Regions from separate parts of the Muntiacus reevesi genome. Here region 2 is linked to region 1. Evidence: chromatin contacts called from public Hi-C data. All regions are on one chromosome and are shown on one strand. Each heading gives the region's core, a stretch centred on a gene start, on an enhancer-like site or on the middle of the called end of the contact. The rest is flanking DNA. Distances are from core to core; before and after follow the strand shown.

Evidence for each region. A called contact is a pair of places that touch in the nucleus more often than the background predicts.
Region 2: a Hi-C map of blood shows a contact between it and region 1, with 3 times the contacts expected there. The contact joins the promoter of NLRP13 here to the promoter of LOC136157692 in region 1. A contact is called at or near these places in 2 of 3 Hi-C or Micro-C datasets (blood and muscle).

Annotation. Positions count from the first base shown.
Region 1 is chr2:278,029,102-278,033,752 of mMunRee1.1, forward strand. LOC136157692 (leukocyte immunoglobulin-like receptor subfamily A member 6) reads left to right here and starts at 2,046. Exons shown (of 4, transcript XM_065919497.1): 1 at 2,046-2,262; 2 at 2,421-2,702; 3 at 2,985-3,284; 4 at 3,601-3,659. The coding sequence starts at 2,046. The coding sequence ends at 3,659.
Region 2 is chr2:278,326,220-278,330,870 of mMunRee1.1, forward strand. NLRP13 (NLR family pyrin domain containing 13) reads right to left here and starts at 2,512. Exons shown (of 10, transcript XM_065919500.1): 1 at 2,445-2,512. The coding sequence starts at 2,512.

The DNA.
Region 1 (4,651 bases), core at 796-3,295:
CCGGGGTGCCTCCTGGGGCCCCGCCCACATGGGTGCCGCCCGCACGCCACGCGCTCCACACGCTCCACACGCGCTCCACACGCGCTCCACACGCTCTCCACACACACGCACACCACGCGCTCCACACGCATGCGCTCCACGCGCTCCACAGGTGCTCCACACGCACTCCGCTCGCGCTCCACATGTACGCACACCACGCGCTCCACACGCACACACATCACGCGCTCCACACGCACGCGCTCCACATGCACACACACCACGCGCTCCACACGCACTCGCTCCACATGCACGCGCTCCACACCCGCTCCACACACACGCGCTCCACACGCGGGCACACCATGCGCTACACACACACACGCTCCACACGCACGCACTCCACACGCGCTCCACATGCACGCACTCCATCACGAAACTATTAGGTGGGAGTCATCTCCTCTTTCCTGAGGGTGCTCCAGGCTCATGCAGGCATTTACCTAAAACACGGGATTAGGGCAAAGGTCTAAACCAATGACGTATCTGACTCCAGGAACCAGCCTGCTCCTACGCCCGGCTCCCAGCTCAGACCTACACAGTTCCGCCCTGAGGAGCTGGCAGGATCCTCACGCCCACCTGCATGATCGGATGTCCATCTCAACCCCAGGCTCTCTAAGGGGGAAACGACATTCTCTGAGACAAACGGAGCTGGGAAATGTAGATATCCACCCACAGAAGAACGAAGCTCGCTGTGACACGCACCGCATAAAAAGATCAGCTCAGAATGGATCCATGTGATAGCTAAAATCCTCTAAGAGAAAACACAAAGTAAGTCTTCATCATGTTGACTTGACAATAGATTCTTTGCTACAACAGGAAAAGGAGCAGAAGGAAAGTGGGGGAAAAAAGATGAATTTCACCAAAATTTAACTTGGTGGTACCTCAAAAACACTCTCCCGAGTATAAAAGACAGCCAACAAAATTTGAAAAAAAAATATTAGCGCATCGTCTAGTCAGAGTATAGTATCCTGATACATGAAGAATATCTTTAACTCAATAACAAGAAATGACCTGATATTTTTAAAACGGTCAAAGGCTTACATATTTCTACACAGAAGATATACAAGTGGATGCTAGCACATGAAAGGATGTTTAGAACATCTGTCATTAGGGAAATGAAAGTTAAACCACAATGAGATACCGTTTGAACCCAATGAGAGAGACCATGATTTGAGAAATTAACAGCTGGTGATGAGGCCGTGGAGAAGCCTGAAGCCGTGACCTTGCAGGTGAGGATGGGAAATGGCTCCACCACTGTGCAAAGCAAGTCGGCACTTCCTCAAGGAGCAAGCCCGAGTTAGCACTGGACCTGGAAGGCCCACTTCGCGGCGCAGTTTCAGTTTGCAAGATGAAGAGGCTCTGGAGACCCGCTGCAGCACCGCGCACCTGTGGCTGACCACACCGCGCAATGTCCCAGGCGGCACAGAGAGCAGATGCACTCCTACCACAATTAAAAAACGAAAAGCTGCCAACATGCTCAAACGTGTATGCGAGTGTGTTCATGAGGTAGCCACAGAGACAAACAAGGACAGCGATCCGAATGTCTATCACTGATGAGTGGATAAACAAAAATACCATTCACTGTTTTCAAATGGTATTCTGTCCAAGGCACAGAGACAGAGGCCCCAGGACACAGGAGGCTCGGTGGGGACAGACTTTCTTGGGGGAGAGGGGAATGTCCACAGCCCAGATCTGACCCCAGCCCTCAGGACGCAGAGCAGACCTGGAGAGTCCAGGACATGTGGTGGAGCTGGGTGCTCACAGGGAACTCTCTTCCAGGGCTGTGCTGGGGCCTGGAGGACCAGGGACAGCCAGGTGAGCCCCCAGACCTCCTGCTTCCACCAACCACCCCTGGTCACTGGGGAGCACAGCAGGCCGGGGCCGCTGGTGGCCCGTCTGGGAGGGGCGGGTGACAGCTGGGGAACCTGGGGGAGAAGGCGCCCTGACTCCTCAGGTCTGATTCCTTTCCAGAGGTTCTCCCCAAACCCTCCATCCGGGCTGACCCAGGCACCATGGTCGCCCAGGGGAGCCCGGTGACCATCTGGTGTCAGGGGTCTCTGCTGGCAGATGTCTACGGTCTGTATAAAGAGAGCGGCTCTGGATCCTGGGAGGCTCAGGCCCCTCAGGGCTCCAGGAACAAGGCCGGGTTCCACTTTGAATACACGAGCTCAAGTGACGCCGAGCAGTATCAGTGTGCGTATCGCAGCAGGAACCGCTGGTCAGGCTGGAGTGACCCCCCCTGCCCCTGGTGGTGACAGGTAAGAGGGAGGGGAGCCTCCCCACGGGCAGAGGAGCAGAGTGTGGGCTCGGGGGCCCCCTGCCCTCTCAGCCCACACCTGGGGTCACTGGGGTGGAGGTCCCCCTTTAACACAGCCCCTCACTCCCAGAGTGTACAGGAAAACCCTCCCCCTCCGCCCAGCCCGGCTCACTCGTGCTCCCCAGAGACAACCTGACCCTCCAGCCTTTGTCAGAGGCCGGCTTTGGCAGCTTCGCTCTGACCAAGGACGAGCGGCTCAGCCCGCCCCGCCGCCTAGAAGGGCAGCAGAGCCCCGACTTCCCCCTGGGCCACGTGAGCCACGCCCACGGGGGCCAGTACAGATGCTATCGTGGGCACAACCTCTCCCACGCATGGTCGGCCCCCAGCGCCCCCCTGGACATCCTGGTCGCGGGTGAGGAGCCCCTGTCCCGGCCCAGGTCCCGACTGTCTGCTCAGGGCGCTGGACTAGGGTCGGCCCTGGTGGTGACGGGTCCAGGGAGAGGGTCCTGGAGCAGAGGCCAGGTGGGGCAGGGGTCTAGGGGAGCAACGTGAAAACAGGAGTGAGAGGCACGAAGACTAAGGAGACCCACACAGATGGGCTGAGAGGAGCTGGGAGGGCTCACAGGGAGGCCCCTCAGCTCAGGGTCCGGGGTGTGGGGAGGGGCTCTCTGCTCATCACCCCGTCCTCCCCCAGGAATGCACAGGAAACCCTCCCTCTCCGCCCACCCGGGGGCCTCAGTGCCCCAGGGAGAGAACGTGACCCTGCAGTGTCGCTCTGAGGTCCGCTCAGACACCTTCCATCTGTCCAAGGAGGGCTCGCTCGCTCCTCCCCAGCACCTGCGTCTGCAGGACACGGCTCCGCCCGTCCGGGCCAACTTCACCCTGAGAGCTGTGACCTCGGCCCACGGGGGGACCTACAGGTGCTACAGCTCACAGAGCACCGCCCCCCACCTGCTGTCGCTCCCCAGCGACCCCCTGGAGCTCCTGGTCTCAGGTGACGAGCCCCCTGCCCATACCCACTGAGGAGTTAGACCCACAGCTCAGTCCTGTCCCTGGGCAGCTCTGGGCTGCATGGGAAGAAGGGAGACATGACGTCAGCCACAGGTTACCCCACCTCATGGAGAGATGGATAATACAAGGGGGTGCCTCTCCGTCTACTCCACGTACCCCCTCCCAGGGTCCAGGCAGTGCTAGGTGTGCAGAGAGGGGACTGAAGAGTGAAACGCTCTGGGCTTTGAGGGACGACATGGAGCTAAAAGCAGCGTGAAGACCCGGACACACCCCACATCCTCCTCCTGTCCTTGTTCCAGGGAGCAGCTGGGGCCTGCAGACCCCACCCACATGGGCGAGCTCCACGTCCGCTGAGTAACCGAGGCCTCCTAGCCTAGAGGAGATGAAGTCTCCTCCTGGCCCTAGGAGACCTCCTGTTCCCCCTTTCCCACTAAACCTTTACAGGTTGCTTCCCACAGGGTCAAGGGTGGGGTGGGGTGAAGGGAGGGGGCTTCAGGTCCCAAGTATAACTGAGCTCACTGGTCCCAGTATACTGGCTGCTCAGAGTGAGAAGAACTGTGTGTTAAGGGGAAGCCACCAGCTGAGGAGGGAGGGAGGAGGTGGCCTCCCCGCCTCTGTCCGTGGTGCTGATTTCCGGGAGCCTGCGCGTCAAGGGCGCCAAGGGAACCAGCCCCACAGTGTGCAAGGCAGAGTAAAGGTGGCCTCCCCGCCTCTGTCCGTGGTGCTAATTTCCGGGAGCCTGAGAGTCAAGGGCGCCTAAGGAACCAGCCCCACGGTGTGCAGGGCAGAGTGATGGTGGCCTCTGTCCGTGTTACTGATTCCCGGGAGCCTGAGCGTCAAGGGCGCCAAGGGAACCAGCCCCACGGTGTGCAGGGCAGAGTAAAGGTGCCCCCCCCCCCGCCTCTGTCCGTGGTGCTGATTTTCCGGGAGCCTGAGAGTCAAGGGCTCCAAGGGAATCAGTCCTACAGCATGCAGGGCAGAGCGAAGGCGGCCTCCGCGCCTCTGTCCGTGGTGCTAATTTCTGGGAGCCTGAGAGTCGAGGGCGACAAGGGAACCAGCCCCACGGTGTGCAGGGCAGAGTGAAGGCGGCCTCCCCGCCTCTGTCCGTGGTGCTGATCCCCGGGAGCCTGAGCGTCAATGTCACCAAGGCACCAGCCCAAAGGTGTGCAGGGCAGAGTGAAGGTGGCCTCTCCGGCTCTGTCCGTGGTTCTGATTTTCGGGAGTCTCAGAGTCAAGGGCGCCAAGGGAACCAGCCCCACGGTGTGCAGGGCAGAGTGAAGGTGACCTCAAAGAGGTGGGGAGATTTACTGCACAGTTACATGTAAATCAATGAAAGCAGAACATGCTCCC
Region 2 (4,651 bases), core at 1,262-3,761, 300 kb after region 1:
ATGCATGTGTGTGCTAAGTCGCTCAGTCATGTCTGACTCTCTGCAACCCTACGGACTGTAGCCTGGAAGGCCCCTCTGTCCATGGGGTTCTCCAGGCAAGAATACTGGAGGCGGTTGCCATTTCCTACTCAAGGGGATCGTCCCAACCCGGGGATCGAAACTGCATCACCTGCAACTCCTGCATTGCAGACAGATTCTTTACTGAGCCACTGAGAAAGCCCATAGCAGGGTATTGTACATCTAAAAAGCACTATGAACCAATTCAACAATTCAGATTTATACGGTTTTCACACAACAGCAGGGAATAAATTCTATTAAAGGTCCCATAGAGTACACACTAGGAGACACTGAAACATGTTGTTCAGTAGCTCAGTCATGTCTGACTCTTTGTGACCCCACTGACTGCAGCTCGTCAGGCCTCCCTGTCCATCACCAACTCCCAGAGTTTGCTCCAAATCATATCCATTGAGTCGGTGATGCCATCCAACCATCTCATCCTCTGTCGTCCCCTTCTCCTCCCGCCTTCAATCTTTGCCAGCATCAGGGTCTTTCCCGATGAGTCAGCTCTTCGCATCAGGTGGCCAAAGTGTTGGAGTTTCAACTTTAGTCCTTCCAACGAATATTCAGGGTTGATTTCCTCTAGGATTGAACATATCCAGGGAGATAAACAAGGTGAAGAAATTTCATGGTCTGAAGGTTTTGGAAGCATACAAAGTCTGTTCTCCTGTCACCGTGGAGTTATGTTAGTAATCCATACCAAAGGATAACTGAGAATAACCCACAGTGTGCCCTGCCTTCCGCCTTTAATAGACTGAGGATCCAGGCACTCGACAGTTGTGATTAGTTTTAAATTTAGCAATGAGGAAGCAATTAGAGCAAGATGTAAGGCCTGGAAAAGAACAGGTAAAGCTGTATATGCAGATTCTTGATTACATATTGGAAAACCCAACAGACTTTGTGGAAAAGCTGTGACCAAGATGTGTGTGTGTGATTTTCCGACATGCCCTGTCTCTGGGTGCCGGGGTCCTGCCCAAGCAGGATCCAGGGGAACCCTCAGGATGAACGGCGTCGGGGAGAGAGAGAGGAGAGAGACAGAGGGACCAGACCGGGATGTGCAGCAGAGTCTGACGGTTGCTTTATTTTTCACCATCACCTTTATACCCTAAGTTGGTACATTTCTAAGGGGGAGATAACCACACAGACTTAGTTTAACATTACATCAGCTTGTCCTTCACGAAACCAGGTGTGCTCTGTATATTTTTTGTTCATGAGAGTCTTTTCCATAGATTTTTTGTACATTATCTTCTGGCCTTGACCTTAGCAGAAAACAGAAAAGTGGCAGTCTCATGATACAGCAAGTCGCAACATAAGAGAAATACAATCCTGTTAACACAGAAGTCAGTCTTTTTGCAGAAGTTCTCAGCTAAATTTATCTAAAAAGCTTGACCACACAAAGGCTGCGGCTCCAGTGAGGCAGCCTCTGTTTAGCACTCCTAGTTAAAATTAACAATTATCTTCTTGTTTTCACACTAGGGCTAAACTCTTATTTTTCTAAAGCCTTAACTGTAACCACTTTTAGAATAATATTTCTGTGTTCTGTAATAGGGCTTCCTCGCCCCACGAAGGGCTCTGTGCCTATTAGGGCCTTTTTTATGGTTAATCTCTATGTATGATATCTTTTGGCCTTCAGGCCTGTGGACATTTATGGCTTGCACCTGGTGGAAGTTTAAGCAACTTCAGTAGCCAACTCTGTCTTTTTTGTGCTTATTCTATTTTCTTTCTATTAGGCATCATCTCCATGGGAACTAGATAGGATTGCATTTTTACAGAACAGAAATGCAAAGGATTGCAAAAACAGCAGATATGGCACAAAACAGGCTCTTAGTCTAAAAGTCAATTACCTGCAAGAAGTCACCAGCTAATCTCTATCTAAAGTATTTTCTATTAGGCACATTTGTGGCTATTTTATTTGTGGTGATTTTCTCACCCTGCTGAGGGACCTATGGTTAATGGTTTCTTTTGTTAGCGTACTGTGCTTATGATATTTAGAACAATCATGAGCATTTTTTGCAATGGGAGCACACATTTATCAAACAAGCCAGAATGCCAGCAAAAGGGTTTGAATTGAAACATTTCCTTCATCCCTGGCCCCTTCATAGGATACCAGCATCCAGGAGATTCATTAGTTAGGGTTTTTTTTTTTTTTTTTTTTCTATTTTGAAAGAATTATATTTTCTTTTTTTTAATTATTATTATTATTATTAGTTGCAGTAGTTAGGGTTTTAAGTTGGTCCTCATTCAGTGAAAGAGGAGCACGAGCGCTCTTGGCAGGCAACACAAGAATCTCCAGCAGGACGGACAAGAACAACAGCAGAAAAGGGGGGAGGATACAGGGTGGGGTAGAGGCCGGGGCCAACCCGGAGGGTCCCTTGTGGCCTGAATACCCTTGCACGTCAGGTCTTTTCCTCATGACCTCGTCATGGGTGGGATCTCCCACAACGGCTCCCGGCATCTCCCCCTTGTTTATTTTTTAAAACAGCCTGATGAATTTCATTTGCAAGCTTCTGAGTGCTCTGCCGAAGAGCTCTGACGATACAAGGGAGGACAACAGTAATAATAAGGATCAGTGCTATTACAGCAACGTAACTGAGACTAGTAGACAAAATATTTTTGGCAGAGATAAAGTTGGAGAAGGTTTCAAAGAAGTCACTGGCAGTTCCAGCGGCAGTAAAATCCAATCGGGAATGCTCTATCGTTCTAATCTGTCCATGCAATCTGTCTAAATCTAAACTTATGCTAGAGCTATTCCATACCCATGAAATATGATTTTTAATTTTTTTCCCAATTGTAATCAGTCTCATTAACCTTTAAGGGTGTTACACAAACCCACCGGTAGTCTGAGTGGCAGAACAATGCTAACTTGTACTTTTAGGGCTTGCAGTTCTGTTCCGATATGCATCACCGCTTCCTCCAGAGCATCCACCTTCATCTCCAGTCCTCTGGCCACGACCTCTCGAGCAGCCAAAGCCAAGGAGACACCCTTTGACATAGTATCAACATACTGTGCAGTATGCGCCCGCCGGGTTAATGCAACTGCCGCTGGCAAGACAGTAAAGCGAGCATAGCAATAAAAACCCTTTTAGGAGAGGCTGAAGATCCCTGTAGAGAAGCTATTCTCTGCTCGATGGCAAAGCGACTCATTTTGTCCCCATGTGGGTATGGAGGCTTGCTGAATTGCCCGCATAGGACGTCCTGGTTGCAGGTCTTGAGGGATCCGATCTTCATCCAAAGATAGATTACTGAGATAAGCTTTAGAAACAGACTTAGGGTGTCTTTTTTAATAACTTAATTAAATCTGTTAGCAATGTAACATAACCACAAGGAATTATCTCAGAAGTGAGTCTTAGTAAACACTAAACCTTAACTAACAAAACTAGAAGCTTAGCTTAACAATTTACAAAACTTAAAATTCAGTGATTTTTTTCATTATGGAGGCATTAACCCTGTAGCCGTGGAAGGCTTTAACCCATCAAATAAAAATGAGGTTTGTCAGGGAGCTGGGAAAAGCCAAGCAGCCGTCTTGGATTTCCCATAGCCCCGACTCTTTGATTTTCAGCTATTGTTCACCCATTTTTAATTACCCAATTTAGGAGTAGACTGTTGCCATGTTTTAAGGACATTAGGATAGCACAAGTCTAACAGTGAGGGGTTATTTTTGGTAGAAGCAGAATGAGCTTTTACATGTACCATAATCTTAAATAGCACTTACTTACCTTACTAAAGTAACAAAAAATTTTAAAAACAAATGTAAATCACTTAAAGGCAAAGAAATTTATAATCTGTTATTGAAAGATTTATTTTAAGAAAACTTCATTCTCTTAACATAGAGAGTAGACTAAATTTCAGTCTGTTACCAATTTACCAGATAGCAAACAAACAAAATTTTTCAGTTAATCTTAGAAAAGTCTTTTTTATAAATCTTGAAGAACTAGCAGTATTTTTTAAAGGCATGAGAGTGAAACCATACAAGCCATTTTTTTAAAATCTAATTAAATTGTAATTAACAAAGTAGCCTGGTCATTGCTGTGACTTGTAACACTTTAACATGATAACTAAAATTATAACTGACAACATTTTACCAGGACATATCAGACTTTTATGAATTTCATATAATTTTTAGGATATCTATATAAGTAACATCAACCATACAATATAACCTGAGGAGATTTGTCACTCCTCCAACAATACTTCCCATGCAATTTAACATGTCAAATGAACTCAGGTAGTTTAATAGCTCTTTGGGATATCTCAGGGGCCCTCTAAAGCATCCCAAAGTCAGCTAAAAGTCAAGCTACTTAGGCAGTTTCATCAATAAATATCAAAAGGGTTTATAGTACTCTGTCAGGTAGAATCATATAGATCACTGTGAAATAATATATTTACTTAGCCAAAGTATAAAAGAAGATTTTAAAGGTAAACATAGAACAGATCACTTCAGAGGTAAAGAAACTTAAAATCCATTATCAAAGGCAGTTCAACATCTCAAGAAAACTTTCATTTATACACAAAACTCTTCCCTTGGGGTCTAGTTTCCATAAAACCTTTTTATCACTTTTTGTACCCATTCGTTCTCCCATCCTGGAACAGCCAC